Regions from separate parts of the Drosophila melanogaster genome. Here region 2 is linked to region 1. A link is a contact called in public Hi-C data. All regions are on one chromosome and are shown on one strand. The core of a region is the stretch at or near the end of the contact, and the rest is flanking DNA. Distances in the headings are between cores, read along the strand shown.

Region 1 (7,005 bases), core at 2,494-4,993:
GCACCCACTCTCTGGCGGCAGACGCAAATCGAAGTGGCTATGGATCAGCAGTTGCCGCCTAGCTGGTGGTCACTGCTGCAGTACTGGTGGTCCAGGAAAATCCGATAAATAAGCACCCATTACATGGGTGGGTGGTCGACGAACGTAGCGTTGATAACTGATTAATGGGCGTGGCCAGGGGGCGGATGTGTTTGGCCGGAGGTAGTGAAGCGAGCGAAACGCCCCCGCAAAATCGAGCAAACAAAAGAACTCGGAATAAACAAGCTACGGATTATTAAACGGGCGCACTGACTGCTGCTCATTGAAAGTACAGATTCCATAAACAAGGATTACATATTGCGTTTCATAGATCATTCATTTTAAAATTGTTTCCATTTAAGAGTTTTTTTACGTTTACTGTTTACATACTGTGTATTATAGCATGTTTTAGAAATTTAGGAGCTTGAACCAAGTTTCGATCCAAATATATTCATAATATTAATCAATTTCACCAAGTTTATGTTATTAAATATCCCGTAAAGTGAGCACAAATATATTAGCGGAATTTAAGCGCTTGATTCCAGTTGAAAACTGGTTCGCAAGGCGGAAACTAAATGCAAATTTGTTTGCTTTTGCTTTCTGATTTTTGCATTTCGCTTGCCCTCTGCAGTTTGTGCTTTCTTGTTGTTTTTGCTTTTGCTTTGCTTGTGCTTTGCTTCTGCTTTTGTTAGCTCACGCGCAGCCGAATTATAACGGACGTCGTTGTTGTTGTTATTTTCACTGATAATGAAATGATGGGCACTGCAAATAGCAACAACAAGCCGCATAATAGTCAGCCCCATCCCCTCCTCTCCACCACCCTTCGCTGCTTTCATCCACGTCACTCATTCTATTTGCATTGGAAAAGTGTGGAAAATTTGCGAATTTTCCGTTACCGACGAGGGAAGGTGACAATGATAATTAAGTTGCTGGGCGCTCTCCAGTGCGACGAAACTTTGGTAAAATTTATTAATTGAATTTCGCATCGAAAGCATACCGTATGCTGTGCTGTGCGCTGGAAAGGGAGAGCGAAACCGCACCCACTATGAAAACAAAATGAAACTACAAGAGTAACGAAGTACAGTGAACACCATGTCACTTTAAGATCAGTAGTAATGAAAATTGTAATAGTTATCTCGTAATTAAGTCTTGTTAAAGATTGCAGGGCAACTTTTAGCATATAATATTATACATTTTAAATTGAAACAACATTCATGCACTCTATCGAAAGCCCACTGTACTTGAGTAATGAAATGAAATAAAATGATTGATGGACAGCCTCAAAGAGAAGAAAGGGAAAAAGCGAGAGGAAGGACAGGGAAGAGAGGAACATGAGATATTCACTGATAACGGGTATCGAAACTAAAATGTCAAAAGATGCTAAACAAAAGCTTCGCCAGACAGGGACACAAAGTAGAGGCAACGAGCAGCGGAGTGAAAGAAACAACACAATGCGAGAAAAAAGAAATATAAGTGAGCATTTTAATTAGCCTGCATGCAATTGTGTTGGAACGAGTGTGAGTCCAGTGTGTGTGTGTGTTGGTGCGGTGTGTCATAATATTATGCCATTCAAGAAAACATAGCAGAAAAAGGAGGAATAATAAAAGAGCACCTTTAGTTCAAATTAAAAGGGGAAAATGGCAAACAGAAATGCGATAGCCTCCATTAAACATCCATTTTCGTAACGAAAACATTTTCATTCATCAAGCGAAAAAGTAATTGATAAATGCGGTTTCCTTATCAACACGTTCCACTGACTCATATTTCTCCATCATCATACATATGTAGTTCCTTATTTCAGTGTTATTTGAACAGGAATTCCGAGAAAACGATAAGCCCCAATATCATTTCATAACCAAAATGAAATACTAAGTTTGCAGAAATCGCGCCATTATCTAATCGTACACACTTATTTTGTTTTAATAATATATGTATATGAATTATAAGATATGTACATATGTATATGATATGGATGACCAATATAGCTCATATTCTTTTGGGGCTTTCTCGCTTTTTTAACCCAATTAACGCGGTAGCAACCCCCTGAAATGTGTGGATAAATCCAACAACAACCACCAAACACCAAGCAGGTAGCAGTGTTTATTGATATTCCCGGGCATTTCTGACCCACTACGAATTCACCTCCACTTCCAACTCCAACTTCAACACGCCCACTACTCCAGCAGAAAGAACGACCAATAAAAAAAAGTGGGCGGGGTCAGAGGTCGCACATGCAAGCTCTTCGTGGGGTTAACTTCGCTTACTTAACCCCTGGGCACCCCCCAAAAAAATACCAACACCATGAGCCATAAGCTTAAAGAGCTCACTCTTCAGATTGCCTTTTGAATATTTACAAACTCTGTGAGGTTTTCTTTTCCCACTCGGTGCCAAAATAAACTTCCTCGTGTTTCGAAAACTAAAATTCAAGCTATAATTTAATAAGAGGTAGGCATTAGTTAAACGTGTTTAACAGCAAGTAACTTGTGCACATTTTCCCAATTAGTGACAATTAGCACATGCCTTTAGTTGCAAATAGACGAAGTGGTCAAAGGCAGGTTTTCAACTCGCTTATAATGATTCTAAGGACTTTATGAAGTTGAAGGCAATTAAAGGTAAGTACGTCGCACTTTGGGGATGAAAACTAGTTTTAGAATGCAATTACTGAGGCGAGTTTAATGGTTCATTGAATAGTTTTAAACTCAATTTCGATGATACATCTGATAGTAGTGTGATATCAGCTCTTTGAGCTCCCAAAATATGAAAACTAGTCTATGTAACGTGGGTGGTACTTACACTTCCAGGATGCGATCGCCCTTCTTGATGCCCGCCTTCTCGGCCGCCCCATTCTCAAGGACGGCGCTCACGTGCTGAAGGGGGGCGTACAGCTCGCCGTTGATCGAGCGCAGTTGACCCCCCTCGGAAACTTGGCCGCGCACATTGAAGCCGAAGCCCGTTTCCGTTTTGTAAATGGTGACGACACGGGGTCCATTCGCTGTGGTCACGCCTACGCCGACGCCCATGACGACCGCGCCGCCCCCACCGCCGCCCGATGATGCGGTGACTACGGCGCTGGCGGGGGTTGGGGTTGGGAGGGGATGGTTTTCGCCAACGATGCTCATTGCGCCGGTCGTTCGCTCTCGCTCGCACTCAGTGGTGATGGCTGCTCTTCTGCCTCCACCGCACACCCCTCTCCACCTCCTCCTCCTCCTACGCTACTGCTGCTGCTGCTGCCCCTTTCCGACGTTCCTGCTTTCCGACTCACAGCAGCGCTGTGTTGTTTGCACAATATCTTTTGTTGTGTTATGGTTATTTCGCTCTTTTATTTTGCGTAATGTTTTCTGCAACTTCTTTTCGGCACACACACAGCACAACACACACACACACGTATAGAGACAGGCACCGCCACTTTTACTTTTTACGCTCCTCCCTCAATCCGCTTCACCGCTGTGAACTGCGCTCCACCGAAACTCCTCTGGCTGCTCTTTCGTTCGCACACACATACACGCGCACACACCGAAAAAAAATTTATTATTTATGTGGCTTATTTTATTTAACACACGCCTGTGTTTTCGCTCCTTATTTTATTTTCGCGCTGCGCATTTTTGTTCCGTTAGTTGGTCTGTTCTCTGTGTTGATACTCGTAGCGCAGACTTCCGATAACATTGAGTGTATCGCAGTAACTGCCAGTCGATGTATCGCTGGCGTCCTATCGCACTGGCGGACCGATTACGACTGAGCCATCGGGAGAGCAGATCAGCTGGCCGTTAATCGATAGCTATCGGTGCTGTGCAACACTACTATCGTCGGCCGCGAGCGTGACGAACGCAAATATGAGCAGCCACTTTTTAGTATTTTTGTGATATTTTGTGATTTAAAAATACCATACGGTATTTTAATCCGTTATTTTTCAAACCCACTCGACATAATACCGAATGCAAATTCGAAAATTTAACGGTACAATTTTAATTCAAAAAATTCGTGCAACGCATATTTGCATCAATTAAATCGAGGAAAATTTAATGATAATGCAAATAATTACAATAAAATAATATTAAAATGTTTGATAAATAGTCTTTCATTAAAAGCTAAGAAAAACTTGTTCTAAAACGTTCCAAAGCCAAAGACGTTAACTTATATCCCCCAAATTAGATGGTCTTAAATGATGCAATGGGTAAAAGTAAAAGGCTTTGGAGGAGCGACTGCGACCGCGAGAAGGGATCATTCATACATGGGGCATGGTCGCCGACGCTTTTGTATGGGCAGGGGGAGTGGAGGGAAGCTGAAAGGGTATGCCTTATGAGAAAATATATGGTTTTTGCGATGTACCCTAGATATTTCCACCCAACACATGAAACTTGAATGCAATGCTCCTCTTTTTATTTTCGTTTGATTTCGTATTGATTTCAGTTTGCTTTGCTGCTGCTCTGTTGATTCTGTTGTGGTGGTTGTCTTATGAAATTTGTTAAATACGCAGACTCTAAATTGTACATCATTATTTAATAATGAAGCAGTTCTAAAACACTGCCCGCCGCCTAACTACTAGTAAACGTTTTCTCTTTGTGTTTTTCGTTTTTGTTATATCTCAATTACTCACAGGCCATGCATACAAACATACACGTAAAAAAATAGTGCAAAAATGTATTACTTTTTTCTTGTTTTTCTATATGTATATAACAAACTGTACGTTTTCGCTTATCGTTTTGTCTGCCTTTCTACAGGCTATGCTCACATTACAATTCGCATAAATATTTTATAAAATAAACATAACATAATAGCAAATAATATATTGGAGGATTCAAGGAAATACAAGGTAATACAATTCTTTTTAATAATAAAACGCTGACCCGATTTATGTAATATCCTCTATATACATATATGTATATAAACATACACATATATATCTGTTTTTGAAGGGTCATCGCTTTTGTTTTTTACGTTCTCTATTCGTTTTGGCTAAAATCAAAGCAAAGTGTTCTTGAAACAGGTCCAACAAAAAATTGGCTAAAACGTGTGGGGCTCATTAAGCTCAAGCTTTTCCTAAACTTTTCCCTTTTTTTTTATACACATACACTACACTTAGATTTATCTTAATTTATCTAAGTCTATTTAAAATTATTCCTAAGCTCAAGAGTAAATTTTAATTTACGCTTACATATTTATACTAAGTAAAAAAAAAACTACAACTGAAACGGCTGCTACAAAATCCCTTCGCTTTATACTTTATATTCTATTGCTAACTAACGGCTAGCTTAAGTATTTATTTATATATATGTTATAATTACATGTAGCTAGCTTGCCCTAAAAATGTGGTGTTTTCTCTCATTTAGAATTGTGGCTGCTTGTTGGTTTTGTTGTTAATATTATTGTTGCTTGTTTGGTATGCGTTGATCCCCATCCAGATCCTGTGGGCTACCTGTCCTGGCAATTATTTACAGTATATGGAAATTGTTAATATTATTGTTGCTTGTTTGGTATGCGTTGATCCCCATCCAGATCCTGTGGGCTACCTGTCCTGGCAATTATTTACAGTATATGGAAATTGACGAGAATTCTTGGCTTCCGCGGCTGCTCTTCCCCTTCCCAGTTTCGGTTTAGATTTCGATTTCGATTTTGTTGACATCACAGACAGATGGATTGGATGACCCCGCGGGCTCAGTGGTGCCACATGAGCCATCGTTAACTCTTGGCGACGGCCTGCTCCGCGCTGGGGGTCGCTTCATTGGTTCCCACGGCAGTTAACTGCTGCTTGCGATCCCACCACTCCTGTATGCTGGACGCCATGCGATGGCGGCGGAAGCGCAGCGATTCCACGATACACATGTCCACGAAATCCGACTGCATATCCTGGTCGCCCTTGACCAGATTCAGGTGCTCCAGCAGCTGGCTGTAGTCTCGGCCGGGTCGCCGTATATCACGGAAGATCTGCAATCGTAGTTCGACGTTGTGCAACCGGGCCGCTTCGCGCTGCTCCTCGGTGAAAATGAGCGGCAGGCTCTGTCCCGGTGAGCCCATGCCCCCGTTGTTGTGCGTCGGTGAGGAGCCGCAGCTGGAGTTGATCTTCACCTCCAGTTTGTTGGGGCTGCTGTTGTTGTGACCCCGGTGGTTGTGATTGTTGCTCAACGTCGAACCGCTAGCTGCTCCAGCGGCGCTGCTGTTGTTATTGTTGTGATGATTGAGACCACTGGCCCAGTAGTAGTGGGGATTTCCCGCTGCAGTGCTGCCCGCAGTACCCGCTGTCCGTTTCAGGGCATCGAAACTGTTGCCACCCAGCGAGGCATGATCGTCGGATGAGACTCCTCCGCCACTCTCCGTGCTGCCATTGCCATTCAAATTGCTGTTGCTTGCGCCCGCTCCGACCGAGGAGCCACTGCTGGTTCCATTGTGACAGGTCTGCAGTATGCGCGAGATCTCCGAGGCATCGTTGATGTCATTGTGGCTGAAGTAGGCGGAACTAGACGATAGTCCCGAGCTGCTGGCAGCGGGCGTACTTGTTCCCAATGGTGATAGAGGCACCAAGGACAATGGCGAAGGTGGGGAAATGGCTGAACTATGACCGTGTCCATAACCATTGGCCAGTGGCAGCGATCCCGGCTTGCTGACACCGAGTAGTCCCGATCCTCCGCCACCCGCCGCTCCACCCAGGGAGCTAAGGTTGTCCAACGGCGAGCTCGGACCACCCAGATTACTGCTGTAGGCCGCATGGGTGGTCAGTCCGTTGAGGGGCACGTAGAGAACGCCCGGGGAACTGGCGCTGGAGCTGATGGAACTGCTGCTGCCGGCCGCGACGGCGGAGCAAACTTCGCTGCCATTGCTGGCGGGGATCACAGATGTTGCTGGCGTGGCTGAAACTGCTGGTGATGCTCCAATTGACGACGGTTCGTTAGCTGAAGACGCACCCGGCAGGGATGCCCCGCCTGGAACTGCTTCCGTTTCGCCCGTTTCTGCATCGTCGCTGATGCCATTGATGAAATTGTGCACATAACCATT
Region 2 (7,005 bases), core at 2,719-5,218, 180 kb after region 1:
GCGGACTTTTCGAGGATGTAAATCGTAAGGCGAACAAAAGAAAAAGGGACAAACAAAGCAGGCAGCACCTACAGGGTCTCCAGGCCGGGCAGCGGGAATTTCCTGCTGAACTGGGCCACATTCTTGCGGATCTCGTCCACCTGGGCCTTGAGCTCCACATTCTCGGCCAGCGTCTTGTGGTAATCGGTTATCTTGGGACTGCCGGCCAGCTTGGCTGCCTGGACGCCAACCTTTAGGGCAGCATCGATGAAGGCCACCACCTGCTCGATGTCCTGCTCGGCAAGGCCGCGAGTGGTCAGGGCCGGTGTGCCCAGCCGGATGCCGGAGGGATTCATGGCGGACTTGTCGCCGGGCACAGTGTTCTTGTTGCACGCGATGCCCACCTCCTCGAGGATGTACTCGGCCTTGGCGCCGGTCAGGCCAGCCTTACGCACATCGACCAGCACCAAATGGACGTCGGTGCCGCCGGTGGCCACCTGATAGCCTCGCGAAATGAGGCCATCGCACAGGGCCTTGGCATTCTTGAGCACCTGCGTCTGGTAGGCCTTGAATTCGGGACTCTTGGCCTGCTTGAAGGCGGTGGCAATGCCAGCCACGGCGTTGTTGTGCGGACCACCCTGGAGTGATGGAAACACCGCCTGGTTGATGCGCTCCTCCAGATCGTAGAGTACCTTGTCTCCATTGGCCTTGGTGCTGCGCACGCCCTTGCGGAAGAAGATCACGCCGGCGCGCGGACCTCGCAGTGTCTTGTGCGTGGTGGTGGTCACAATGTCGGCCCATTCGAACGGCGATGGTATCAATCCCGCGGCCACAATGCCCGCCACATGGGCCATGTCGGCCATCAGGTAGGCGCCCACATCATCGCAAATCTGTCGGAAACGCGCATAGTCCAGCAGACGGGAGTAGCACGATATGCCAGCAATGATGATCTGCGGCCGGAAATTCTTCGCCGCCTCCGCCAACTTATCGTAATCGATGATGCCCGTCTCCGGGTTCACTTTGTACGGCATGCTCTCGAAGAAGATCGATGTGGCCGATATCTTCTTGGTGGGCGTGAAGAAACCGTGCGTCAAGTGACCGCCATCGGGCAGATCCAGGCCCATGATGCGATCGTGGGGCCGGCAGACGCCCGTGTAGACAGCCAGATTGGCCGGGGATCCGGAATAAGGCTGCACATTAACGCCCCACTTCTCATCGTCCAGGTTGAACAGCTCGCGTCCGCGTTGCTGGGCGAGCAGCTCTATGCGGTCGATGTACTCGTTGCCACCGTAGTACCTGCAAGTCAAAGCGATGACCAGGATTAGAGCAGGATCACCAGGGATTCACATGCCATAGAGCCAATAAGGTGATCTCTACCAGTAAGTATGATATCAGAACTAGTATAGAATCATTTAAAGATCCGACTATGATGTCTTCTTGCAGATCCGTGAGGAATCTTATATGTGCACCCACCTCTTGCCGGGATATCCCTCGGAGTACTTGTTGGTCAGGCAGGAGCTCAGGCTCTCGAGAACCGCCACCGAGGTGAAGTTCTCACTGGCGATCATCTCGAGTCCTTCGCGCTGGCGCTCCTTCTCCTTCTTGATCAGCTCGGCCAGCTCCGGATCGCCCTGTGCCAGCGGGGTTTGCAGCAGTTTCTGATCGGCCATATTCTGTTCGGATTTATATAGTATTGTATATTATATATATATATATATAGTAATTGGAATGCTGTGCAATGTGCGATGCGCTCGCCAAGACGATCGTTGAATATGTGCGGACCGTGGAAAATGAACGGCTGCCTGGTCAGCTTTATGCCATGTTTTTAATAACGCTTCGAAACAAAAATAATATTTATGTTCCCGCCGCCGATGGTTGCGAAAAGTTACAAACAAATACGGGTTCAATGGGTTCAAATAGCATTGGAAAAGTTCCGGCGATAAGGCGCAGCTATCGCCAAGGCGAAGATTACGCCTGGATGCACCATGGCAACCACTCGAGAGGCGCTCCCCCGATTCCCTATTCCCGATCCACGATTAGATTGGCCAAATACCAGGGAAACCAAGTGACTTGGGTGCAATAACACGCCCATGATCGAAAATGCGACCCCCCATGGATGGGAGAGCGCGTCTATTTGCGATCCGCTTATCGTCAAGTGATTATCATCCGTCTGGGTCACCAGTTCAAGTCGCCGGACGACGATAAGGACACTGCCCCCCCTTTGCAGCTGACGCACTTCGGAAAGATCGGGAAACGTACGTATATAGTCGAAATGGAGAATATTGGCAGAAAATGGACAAGTTTATATGTATGTAGCTTCCTCCAGCAAATTACGTATCTCTAGTACCATTTTGTTGTTCAACGTTTCCAGCTGCTAACTAATAATCCCTGGAAGATTCTTCTATTTTCAACGCAGAAATGAATTGGACACGCAAAATTTTAGCTGCAAAAACTGGAAACTGGTGATTCCCACTAAATTGAATGCTAATTTCTGGCCACAAGTTGAGTGCAAAATGCATATACATATGTATGTATGTATATTTATATACAAATCTGCCCACACGAATGGGAAATTCGATTTAATGGCCAATGCCAGATTCTTTTTTTTTTTTGCGTTATCAGTTTAAATATTTAGACAAGTGCAAACGAGAATGACAACAACAATGCTCGATAGGGCGCAAACAGCCGAGAAATTCGAGTAGGCCCAAAAACGAGTTTCAGGCCGAGGTAGCGAATGTGAATCAAAAAGATTCAAACTTGGCGCATGGCGACGTTTTGAATACACTAACAGTACACTGATACAAATACGGTACATATATGTACATATGCTATAAGATCTCAATTAAACTACACATGTACATAGGTACTTAACAATGATACTACTATAAACAACACTTTCAGCGGATCGATGGCATGCCATCCACGTAGGGATAGTGCAGTGTGGGAACACATGGCTGAATGAAACGCATGAAGCACATGGCGATTAGCCGGGCATGCCAGGAGCCGCAAATGGAAGCGAAACACAAACTTTCTGAGCACCGCGATCACTGCAAGAATTAAAGGCAATCGAAATGCGAGTCCCCCAAATGGTTCAATTAGCCACACTTTTTCCACCCTCCCCTTCACTTTGCCTGGGACTTTCCCGGCGAACTCACCTTCAAAGTGCTCTGCTTGGAGTCCGAATATCGTCTGATCGCCGGTAAGAATGGCGTTGGTGATGGTTGTTTTTTGGCGGCGATGCGAGTTAAAGCTCCGCTAAGCTTTCCAGTCTCGAAGTTAACCGGGTTGCCAACTTTGGTGTTCAGGTCCCGACTAAGGCAAAACCGAAGCTTTTGTGTCAGTGTAGAGCGCGCCCGCTGCATGTCTTTGTAACTGTAATAAGCAGAATTTTATAGATTTTAGTGGATGTTTTTCAACAATCCTTGGTAATTATTAGTACTCACACGGCTGCGTTCGAATCGGAACTGCCGCAAAGTGAGAAGAGTCGCCGGCGCTGAGATGACGCCGCCGCTGGCTGATAAGCGATAACGATAACCCGTGACCCCTGACCGACCCAGTGATAAGTCCGCCCAAGAGTTCCGACCCGATCGCTGCGCTATCTCTTGGCCAGCATCCAAAATATTCGACACCGAAAATACAACGAAGCGAAAACACGCGTTACGTTGGTAAACAACATTTACCAGGCTAACAGATATCAGCTGTTTGGGTAGTTGGATCGCTGGATTTAGAAGCTTTTGGCGCCGTCTGGCAACGCTAGCGATAGCTACCAATTCTTGTATAAATATTTACAATTTGTGGAAATGTTAAGCGTGTGTGCCTCTTCAATTAATATTAACACTTTATTTTATATCATAATATGCGTTTCTCTCAATCCCTTAAAATGTACGTAGTTATCAAACGCGCGATAACGTTAAGGCATTTAAAGTACCCGCCAAATTGCTGGTACTGCGAACCGGTTTAAGTTGCCAACCGATTGGGAGAGTGCAACATCTCTCTCCAGCAACATTGCTGCCAGCCAAAGTCTATATAAGCAACAACGAAAGTTCAATTCTTTTCACTCAAAAATCCGTCTCCTCCGCGGTACGTTTCACTTCGCTGCGCCGCTAAAAGAAAATTCCTGGAAAATATTAACAAACACATGAGCCTAACATTCTTAACAATTCCAAAACAGAACATTTATTTTTGGTGAATTTCCTGACAATTTAGTGGTTAGTGTTTAATGTTAAAACATTGCTGTGCGCATTTACCGTTATCCGCTCGCAAGGCAAAAGAAAAAGCGCGCGTTTTGAATTCGCTGTTTCGCATTATTTTTTTTTATGTTAAAAAACAAAATATAGAAATGAAACAAAAATGGCAAGCCAGAAATTAAATGAATGAATGAATTTTTTTCGACACAATTCTGCTGCGTGTGCAATTCGATTCGAATAACAAAACAAAAAGCATAAAGGAAAAGTAAAAGAAATTCGAGGGGGGAAAAAAACGCCAAAAGAAAAGATAGCGCGAAAAGTCATAAAGAAAAGGTGAGAAAACAAATTATTTATTTCATGTGCTAAAAAGACACGCAAAACGAACGTCGTTTTATTTTTAGCCAAACAAAAGTTGTGTGTTATTTGTGCGATTTTCTGTTTTTGTTCGCCGCTCTCCCCTTGTTTTTTATCGTTTTTGTTTTTCAATCATATATTTTGTGCTTCTTTTTTTTTTTGCATGTTTTGTTTTGTGCGTGCTCTTTTTTGTTGAATGCAAAAAGGCGAACAAAATATTACGATAAAAATTCCGTTGTTCTCGCCGAAGGTTTCCGGGTTTGTTGACTTTGCCAGCTGAATATTCGAAATTGACATAAATAATAATCGCATGCAATTATTGTAAACAATTGTTTTTCGCTCAGGAAACGATTGGCGCTTTTTCTTCGCTTATTGTAATTGTTGCTGCCAACTAATCGCCAAGATAAAAATGAAAAAAGAGGGGAAAAAACCTACAGAGTTGCAAAAAATTAATTAAATTCATAGGCCAGTAATTTACATTTTTTGTGTGATTTTTTCGCTTTTTTTGTAGTTTTTGTCTAAGCTTGATAATTAGGGTTTTTTGCGGGCTGTTGTTTATCTGCTACAGTTGTACCCAAAATAATAGTCGATGCTTAAAAATGTTTACAAAAAATGTAAATTTTTGTGGCGCTTCAAATAGCTTTACTACGATTTCGAACACAATTGTATATCTTAAGTTTTGGGGCTATTTTTTGTGCTGGTTTTAAATTTTGGTTTATCGGTTTTTGTTATTTCTGTGGCTTTTAGTTTTCTTCTTCACCTGTTTAGCCTTATTTTTTGTTGTCGATTTCGGCTTATTTGTTTTTAGTTTTTTGTTGCACTATTTGAATGCGAGTTTTTTTGTTGTTGAGAGAGGCATTTCCGCCTTTATGGCAAAAGCAATTTACAATTTGCAATTTACTTTTCTCTCGTTTTTTTGCTGTATGGCAATTCATTTTTACAACTTTAATTATATGAACAAAAACTGCAAAACATGAACGGCAAAAATTAAAATTGCAAATCGCATTTGAGTGACGTCGCCGTCAACGTTTCTCCTTCCTTTTGTTTTTGTCGGCTGTTTTATTCGGTTTTTTGTTTTCACAGCGGCATTCGCCTGCGCAAAAAAAAATAAAACAGCGAATCAGTGTGTGGAAGATTGTGTGGAGGGGGGGCAGAGAGCGAGAGAGAGAGAGAGGAAGAGAGCGTATCAGGAGCGAATCTGGAAATTTTTGAACCAAGCTACCGATTTGCAAGAAGAACATGAAGTTAACAAAATATATAGGTTATTGAGCAACAAAATTACGTAAAACATTTAAGATATTTAATGGCACTTAACTCGAATATTTACCCCCTGATCCGGCCCTGGCTTCTGTGCGCTAGTGTTGGTGTGCGTGAGTGCTCTCTCTCTCGTTCGCTGCTCTCTGCTCCCCATCTTCATCGACCCCCCACCACCCGCCTTCGCCCCACTCACACACATTTCAATTACATGTGAAACGCGTGCTCCAAATTTCAAGTTCATTGTCCAAAAACAAATCAGAACAAAAGCGATAACAAACAAGCAAGCCAAAGGCAAAAAAACAAGGGCAGGTCAGCATCCGACGTGCCACGCCCCCAAATTTGGAATATATACATACATATATGCATATATGTTCATATACATACCTATGGACATAATTAATTAATTTATAAATGTGGGAGAAACGCTTAAATAAAGCCTAAAATTAGTCTAAAACTACAACGATTGATATTCCAACAAAACCAAATTCGAAATATAAAACATTTTCAAATCGATTTCGAATAAATGCATATTTACCTGGGCTTCGAGATTTGAAAGCTTTGCATCTAGATTTCATTATCATAAATTATTCGTAATATATGATATATCATGTAAAAAACTTTTGGGTATTCCCACAGTCGAGTCGAAATAAAGCCGTGAAGTATTTATAACAAAATCACACTTATTTTCGTGTTATTCCGCAACCAAATAAAAATTCTTTAGAAAAACAATGCGGCAGTAGGAAATAAAGCAAAAAACGACACAAATTTTGACACGAAATATTGTTTTTCGTGTGTGATTATTTTGTTGTTGTCATTTTTTGTCATACCAGCTTTAAGTTTAGTTTACTCTATGTGTTTATTTATTTTCATTTTGGTAGTTGGCAAATAAAATTCGCTTACGTAAATTTTGGGGTTGTTTATGTTTTGCGCACTATATATGAAAAATGATAACTATAATTTGCAATGCGTAAATAATGTTTGTCAAATGCCGACAAAGTTCCTTAAATCTATTCACAGCGTTTTCAATTTCAATTTCGCCGAAAAAGGGTTTGATTTTGCAACCATTTCTTTTTCATTGAGCTCCCCACTTTTTTTTTCCCTCATTCTCTGATATCAGCTCATATTTATAATTAAAAACAAACAATAAAAAACTGCACTGCAGACGGCAAATCGGAAAAATATAACAAAAAATAAAAAGAAAAGAAGCCATAAATATACACACATATGT

Evidence for each region. Hi-C and Micro-C count contacts between places; a contact is called where the count stands out from the background.
Region 2: a contact with region 1 is called in a Hi-C map of the Kc167 cell line, with 3 times the contacts expected there. The contact joins the promoter of CG3726 here to the promoter of Snx27 in region 1. A contact is called at or near these places in 9 of 107 Hi-C or Micro-C datasets (the D17-c3 cell line, the Kc167 cell line, the S2 cell line and 3 more).

What each region holds. Positions count from the first base shown.
Region 1 is chrX:5,734,288-5,741,292 of dm6, forward strand. It overlaps Snx27 (Sorting nexin 27), which reads right to left and starts at 3,744. Exons shown (of 6, transcript NM_167045.3): 1 at 2,812-3,744. The coding sequence starts at 3,137. IntS6 (Integrator 6) reads right to left here. Exons shown (of 2, transcript NM_132025.3): 2 at 4,376-7,005. The coding sequence ends at 5,695. CG15773 reads left to right here. Exons shown (of 2, transcript NM_132023.2): 2 at 1-327. The coding sequence ends at 108.
Region 2 is chrX:5,913,129-5,920,133 of dm6, forward strand. CG3726 reads left to right here and starts at 3,969. Exons shown (of 7, transcript NM_001297988.1): 1 at 3,969-4,499. Shmt (Serine hydroxymethyl transferase) reads right to left here and starts at 3,669. Exons shown (of 4, transcript NM_132050.2): 1 at 3,423-3,669; 2 at 3,135-3,351; 3 at 1,453-1,652; 4 at 1-1,275. The coding sequence starts at 3,341. The coding sequence ends at 69. It also overlaps asRNA:CR44108.